2 separate regions of the Capra hircus genome follow, and region 2 is linked to region 1. Evidence: chromatin contacts called from public Hi-C data. All regions are on one chromosome and are shown on one strand. The core of a region is the stretch at or near the end of the contact, and the rest is flanking DNA. Distances in the headings are between cores, read along the strand shown.

Region 1 (3,535 bases), core at 1-2,500:
ATGCCTGCTGAATAAAGAAAGAAGCAGGAATAAAGTAAACACAAGCGGGAGGAAGAAAACGAAAATGGAGATGGGGCTTGCTGATGATTAAGAAAGCAAAGGGCTTTTCTGCCATCTTGGAAAGGCTTTAAAATATGGGCTTAAAATCCCAGAGAAAGAGGAGACCAGAACAGCACCAGACCCCCTCTCTCAGGGCTGCGTAGGAACTGCTGACCTCAGCCTGTTGGCGAGGTAGCTCTTCCTGGAATAAGCCGCTCGCCAGCCCGTGTGGTCTCTTGCCCACATCCCGGGTGCTACACTTGCTTCCTCTGTTCCCTACCTGCCCACTCACAACTGATTTGGCCTTTCTCATCAGGGAAGTTATTTTTCTCACAACATATGCTTATTTTTTTCCCCCCTACTCATCTTTCTGAAATGCTCGCATCTCTCTGACATTTGTCTAAATGGCTTCACCTCAGGATGGTTTTGCAAATTCACTGAACAGGCTCGCTGAGCACAGAAAACTGCCCTTGCAATTTAGTGATCCAGCCACCAGGTGGCAGGACAGTGCTCAAAAGGCCGGGCTTTGGCTTTCCCTGAATTTCACTGTACTTGGTGCAGGTTTCTGCTCAATTCAGGAACCTCTTCTGCCATGCTTTCAGGATAAGGCTGCAGTCTCTGCTAGGGCACCTTGCGGGGACAGGAGATTATGAAGACAGTCTGCTCTACATCGAGGTAAAATCTTAGAAGCAGAAGCAGGTCAATAATATTTTCTGTGCAAATATTAGGGGTCCAGCATTTTTAAAAGAGCTGGTGATGTAAAGCTGTGCTCTGCTCTCAAGAGCTGATAACACCTTGTAAGCTCTCCATTGACAAAAGTGGAATTCTGCTTGAAAAACATGCAGACTCCTGACCAGCTTTCCACACTCTGATGTGTCACGAATCCATATTCTTCAGGCTCCAAGGCTTGTCTGTTCTACTGTCCCTTTCTCCTTGTACCCCAAAGGAGTCTGCAATAAGAAACTAAAAGGAAAAAAAAAGTAGAGTTGATGGTAGCTCTGTTCCCTAAGATGCTCTCTTCTTTTTCTATCGATAAGGGAAAGATTCAAATGTCCCTCCACCTGATGGGCCTGAAGCTAATTCACCCACCAGCTGCTAAAGCTGGTTCTGTCCTTGGGTGGAAATCTGGCGGCTCCCTTGGTCTTCTGGGCTGCAGCAGGGCCTGGCCACATTAGAAGCCACGTGGCCTCCGTCGCTGGCACCAGGGCCGTCCCCAGAGTGAGCCTGGATTGCGTCAGCCTCCTGTGATGGCCAGGAGCAGATTTCATTCCTTTGCCTCTTTTAAACGCATGCCGACTCTTTGCTGCCTTCTGACTCTGCTTTCTGTCTCAGAGACACATCTCCAGTTCCTGCCTCATTTTCGGGCAGAGGAACTGTGATGCCTTTAAACAAGCTGCTCTTCCTTTCCCGTAAGAGGTCTGGGTCCCCCACACAGACATCTGTTGGGGTTATGGTTTGGGGAATGGCTGTCCGAAATGTTGTCTTTCTGCTTTCAGGCTGGCCCACATGTCTTGAGCAGGCAGTCTGAAATGAGGGATCAGATTTTTGGCAAACTTGGGAGCAGGATCCAACCTGGCAGATGCACGGGACAGCACCAAAGGCTCGCCCAGCGGGGCTTGTGTTCAGGAGGCTTATTAGCGTTCCCTGGGCTTGGCCCTCTCTAGGTTGAAAGAATGTGGAGGACACTGTTTGATAGAACTAGTGAGACTGAAAAAGATCTTATTCTGGTTTTTTACTTCATTAGATAGCACCATTCAGAAGTGTCTTGACTTGGAGGAAGGAAATTAGCAGAAACGGAACGCCTGCCATACCTATGTCAAGCACTCTAAGGTGGCTGTGTCATCCTCTTGGTAACCATGGAAGTATCCGATTATTGCCCCCCTTTAAAACACACGAAATATAAGTGAAAGTGTCAGTTGCCCAGTTGTGTCTGGCTCTTCACGGCTCCATGGACCCCATGGAATTTCCAGCTGAAATTTCCTTTTTTTCATCTCCACCTAACCAAGTCCTAACCATCTTCTAAGCTCAAGTCAAGTCCCTGACCTGACCTGACCAGACTCCACTATATGGAAAGGTCCTGCTCCCCTCTGAAGTTTTATTTTCCTAGGAAAGCTCTCTTGGCACAAAGCAAATGCCAGCCAAATGTCATTAAACTTTCCATGTGTTTGCATTTCATCTTTTCAACTAGCTTCATTAAGTGTGCATCCATTCAATTCAATTTATTCAACAATTTATTAAGCTCCTCCTAACTAGGACTTTGCAAATTCATGTAACTTCACAAATATGGAACACACATATTTGGAATATGACTTTATTCCTGTGAAAGAGGTGAGAGGTAAAAAAAAAAAAAGCATAAAGATAAGACTATAAAGTTGGTATTTGGGCTGACTCACGCTAGCCTTCAAGAGTCTACGCTGAATTTTCAGGAATTTTGTAAGTTGGCTGTTAAGTGTGGCCACTATTAAAAATCAAATGTTCTACTCCATATCTTTTCCCAGATTTACATACAATGACATCATATCAGTAGCTTGATATTTCCCATGGCTGGAGCATTTATACTACAGAAATTGGCAAACACTACAAATAAAAGCTTGATTTATTGTTTTGGTAACTGACTAGGCTTGAGATAGTGATGGAGAAAATATTAATAATACTTAGTACAGTTAACATGTGTTGTGCAGGTAGTCACTACCTTGTGAATGGCACAAAAGAATTGAAGAAATATTCTTTAGTATTTAAATACTGTTATCCAGTTAAGCAAATAAGCCACTCACGCTACTGAACAATGGGTGAAATTCTGACATTCATACTGATGAAGCTGAAAGAGGTTTCAGCTTAATGAATATAGTGTGTGTGAGAGTGAGAAAAGTGTTTAACAATAGATCATCTTTCAGATGTAATGATAATAAATTTAATAGGAATAGAGCTATCAGAAAGTAAATACAATTGAGTTTTCAAATCATGGTTGAATTGAAATCACAGATCGTCTACAGATATGAGTTGGCAAAAATAAATGATAACATTCTGTAAGAATCAGTTTATATAGAGCTTGTATAGAGTCTATAATAAAGAGTGTTACATACTTTATTGTTATTTGTACATGATGTGATACACATCCTTTCTGTGAATAAGATTTATAATGAAATTATGTATAATGTATACACATCTTTCAACATCATTATTTTTTCAGTGAGCCTGTTAAGCACCATCATTGCATGTATTTATTGAGAGACACAGTCGTGAATATTGAACCAGGGGATGGAGGGTTCTGGCTACTCTCCTGATATCATCTTCATACCAACTCTGGAGCAGCTTCTCCTAGCACCTCATGAGATGTGTGTGTGTGTGTGTGTGTGTGTGTGCGTGCATTCAGTCACATCCCACTCTTTGTGACCCCATGGACTGTAGGCGGTCCAGCTCTTCGGTTCATGAGATTCTCCAGGTAAGAATACTGCAGTGGCTTGTCATGCCCTCCTTCAGGGGATCTTCCCAACCC
Region 2 (3,259 bases), core at 114-2,613, 210 kb after region 1:
TGAATTGTAGGATATTCCAAACCCTCTGGTTGCCTCCATCTCACTCAGAGTAAAAGCCAAACCTTTCAAGGAGCTCCAAGGTATTACGCGATCTGGCCCCACGTTATTGCCTCCATCTCATCAGGTGTTGTACTTGCATTGGTTCCTGTGGCTTCACTTTTTTCTTTGCTGTGATCAGCACACCAGGTACACCGATACTAAACCCCTCAGGCCACTCACACTCATGTCCTCCCAAACTAGAAGGATCTTCCCCACGTGTCCACTGGTTCCCATATTTCCTTCAAGGCTCTACGCAGATGGGAGGCTTTCTCTATCCACCACATACATTTTTTAAAATATATAATTCAATTTGTTAGGCTTCATAGTTCTCTAGATCATTTATCATCATCAGATAAATTATAAATATATTTTAAATTAAAGACTGATCCCACAAGGGCAGCACTTTCTGTGTTACTCATTGCTGTACCTGGGATACCCACTATAACCACTCTCACACTGAATATATATTTATTCAATCAATATATGAAGTCTTTCACTAGTACTAATAGCTTATAGATTATAATTGTTTCTGTGTAGAACATACTTTATTTGTACTTAAGAGCAACTGTATTTGTTACAAGTGCAAGGAAAAGAGGCTTTAACACATTTCCTTCCTACTGTCCAGTCCAACCCACATATTTGTTGCCGTTACTCAGTTGCTCAGCTGTGTTCATCTCTTTGTGACCCCATGGTCTGCAACATGCCAGGCTTCCTTGTCCTTCACTATATCCTGGAGTTTGCTCAAATTCCTGTCCATTGAGTCAGTGATGCTATCCAACCATCTGATCCTCTGTTGCCCCTTTCTCCTGCCTTTTCCAGTGAGTTGGCCTTTCACATCATGTGGCCAAAGTATTGGAGCTTCAGCTTCAGCATCACTCCTTTTAATGAATATTCAGGGTGGAGATGCCAAAACGCTTCTTGCTGGATGGTTGGGTGGCATCCACAGATACTTGACACAGAAGCTTGGACTATAGTTCCGGGTGTGGTATGGGTGCCACTCTCTCTCGGGCCCATGTATTCTTCCATGTCTACAAGGGTAGGCACTGCAGAGCACACAAAGATGAATGTCACCAGGACCCAGTCCTCAGGGAGATCCAGGACTAGGAGGGAGGTATCTTCAGCTGCATGAGGGGCAGTCGCACTCGATAATGCAGTGGGGTCGTCCCTATACCTTAGGGCTGACTCAGAGCAGAGTCGTGGGTTGGGACACCTGAGGGCACCACGATGGACCTGGCCACGCTCAGGCGCATGGAGCGCACACCTGCGATGACGTCACGCCTGGGCTCACCTGCCTGAGCGGAAGGCCTCGGGGGATGCTCGGGCGGCTGGGGGAAGGCGCGCACCTGCCACCGCCCCATACCTACGGAGGCCTTGCCAGTGCCCAGCCAACATAGGCAGGTCTCTGTGCCTTGGTTCTGTGTGTAAAATAATGATTCAAACCAAGCCCTATGTTGAGAGGACTAGGAGATGGATGGACCTGAAAGACACTGGCACTTGATACTTAGTAAAAACTCAATGATTATGAATCCTTGCTATTTATATTAAAGAGAAGCAAAATACCCTGGAGAAGCACCATGGCTACCCAGAAAGTTTGGGAAAAGTTTGGAAAGCACAGCCAGTTAAGCCAGGATTCTAAAGATGAATGAGATTCAACAGACGGGGACAGTTGTATGGATGCAGAAAGTTTTCCAAACCAGGGACTGGGCTGAGCAAAGGCGCTGGGCAGGGAATGCATAGTGGGTGTGAAGCTGAGTGGGGAGAAGTGGGGAGAAGCTGGGTGCTCCCGGAAGTCATCCAGCCAGCGGACAGAATCAGGGCATGCACTTGGGTTTGTCCAGGTTTGTTTGTCACCTTCCGAGTGTCTCGTGTGTATTTCTCCAGTGTGTCCAGGATTCTGGCTTTATGCACCATGTGAGAAGCCCTACACCTTAGAGCTGACTCAGAGCAGAGACGTGGGTTGGGACACCTGAGGGCACCAAGATGGACCTGGCCGCGCTCAGGCGCGTGGAGCTCACACCTGCGATGACGTCACGCCTGGGCTCACCTGCCTGAGCGGAAGGCCTCCGGGGATGCTCGGGCGGCTGGGGGAAGGCGCGCACCTGCCACCGCCCCACAAACGCCGCAGTGAGAGGCCGCTGATTAACATGCAGAGCCCCGCGAGAGGGCGAGGTGCCGCAGCTGGACAGCAGCTTCTCCCGGCCGTTTGAAAAAGCCTCTCTCACAGCTGGAGATAAAATAGCCCCGGTGCCACTGGCCGGCCATTGTGAACAGCAAAGGGTCCTTCTTCTGGCGGAAGCAGAAGTTCACCCAGCTGTCAAGGATTTGAAATGTAAAAACCCCAGGCCTCCTGGGGGAGGGGAGAGGACAGAGGCCACGTCAGAGGAAATGCAAGCTGCTCTGGGGGTTGAGGAAACCGTGGGCTGAGGCAGTTCACTTTGAGCAATCAATAAGGCTTTCAGAGAGCGGCGGAGAAAAAACAGTTCCGGAGAGAGGGCAGCGAGCTCTGGGCCAGGAACTGCTTCTATCCCTCCTGCCGGGGGTCTGCAGCCTTCGGGATCCCTGGCGCCAGGAGGCCAGACTGAGCTGACCGCAGTGGAAACGTGGTGCCTGGGTGTCTTACTCCTTTCTGCCCACCTCCTGCAGAAAGATGAAGTCCCAGACATCAGGAGAACCCTCAACACCTGCCTGCCCAGAGCCCCTAGGGGCACCCACCCTGGGCCCAGCCTCTCCACCCCTCTGCGTTTTCGCCAGTGCACCTCCCTCTCATCCCCTTGATCTCTGGGCATCCTGCAAGCAAGTTCAGTGTCCTCTCTCGGTCCGAATTTCTGATCCCCACCCCAGGTGCCTCACATAGAATTAGGTCATTCTTCTATCTCCCCACAAACCTCTGCTCCGGCTCTTATCACTTAATAGCTAAATACTCACTACTGGGCATTTTCAGACCCAGTGACCTCTGCTAGGAGGACTTGGTGACCGTACACCACTTTGTCCTAGGGAGTTTCCAGGCCAGACATGTAGACAGGCAGGTGACCGATAAATGCAATCGTATTGGGCATTCTCCAGTCCAGGTCCTCTGAGCCCTAAGAGTACGTGACTCAGAACCCTGTGGCCAAGCAGGATGGCACCTCTGGGCCAGTGGAGAAAACAGAAATGCAGTGGCTTTCCTGTCCACCTCAGTGCCCTGAGCTGTTCAATGCTCCTATAAAACCGCAGGCTGGCC

What was found. A called contact is a pair of places that touch in the nucleus more often than the background predicts.
Region 2: a Hi-C map of liver shows a contact between it and region 1, with 4 times the contacts expected there. The contact joins two enhancer-like sites. A contact is called at or near these places in 2 of 5 Hi-C or Micro-C datasets (blood and liver).

What each region holds. Positions count from the first base shown.
Region 1 is chr11:89,041,226-89,044,760 of ARS1.2, forward strand. It overlaps the pseudogene LOC102189410. Among named protein-coding and RNA genes, the nearest start is that of TRNAC-GCA, 540 kb to the left of the region's middle. Within about 2 kb of position 1,251, at least 1 of the 5 cell types and tissues checked has an H3K27ac peak or open chromatin away from gene starts, as enhancers often do.
Region 2 is chr11:89,251,693-89,254,951 of ARS1.2, forward strand. No RefSeq gene overlaps it. Among named protein-coding and RNA genes, the nearest start is that of RNF144A, 370 kb to the right of the region's middle. Within about 2 kb of position 1,364, at least 2 of the 5 cell types and tissues checked have an H3K27ac peak or open chromatin away from gene starts, as enhancers often do.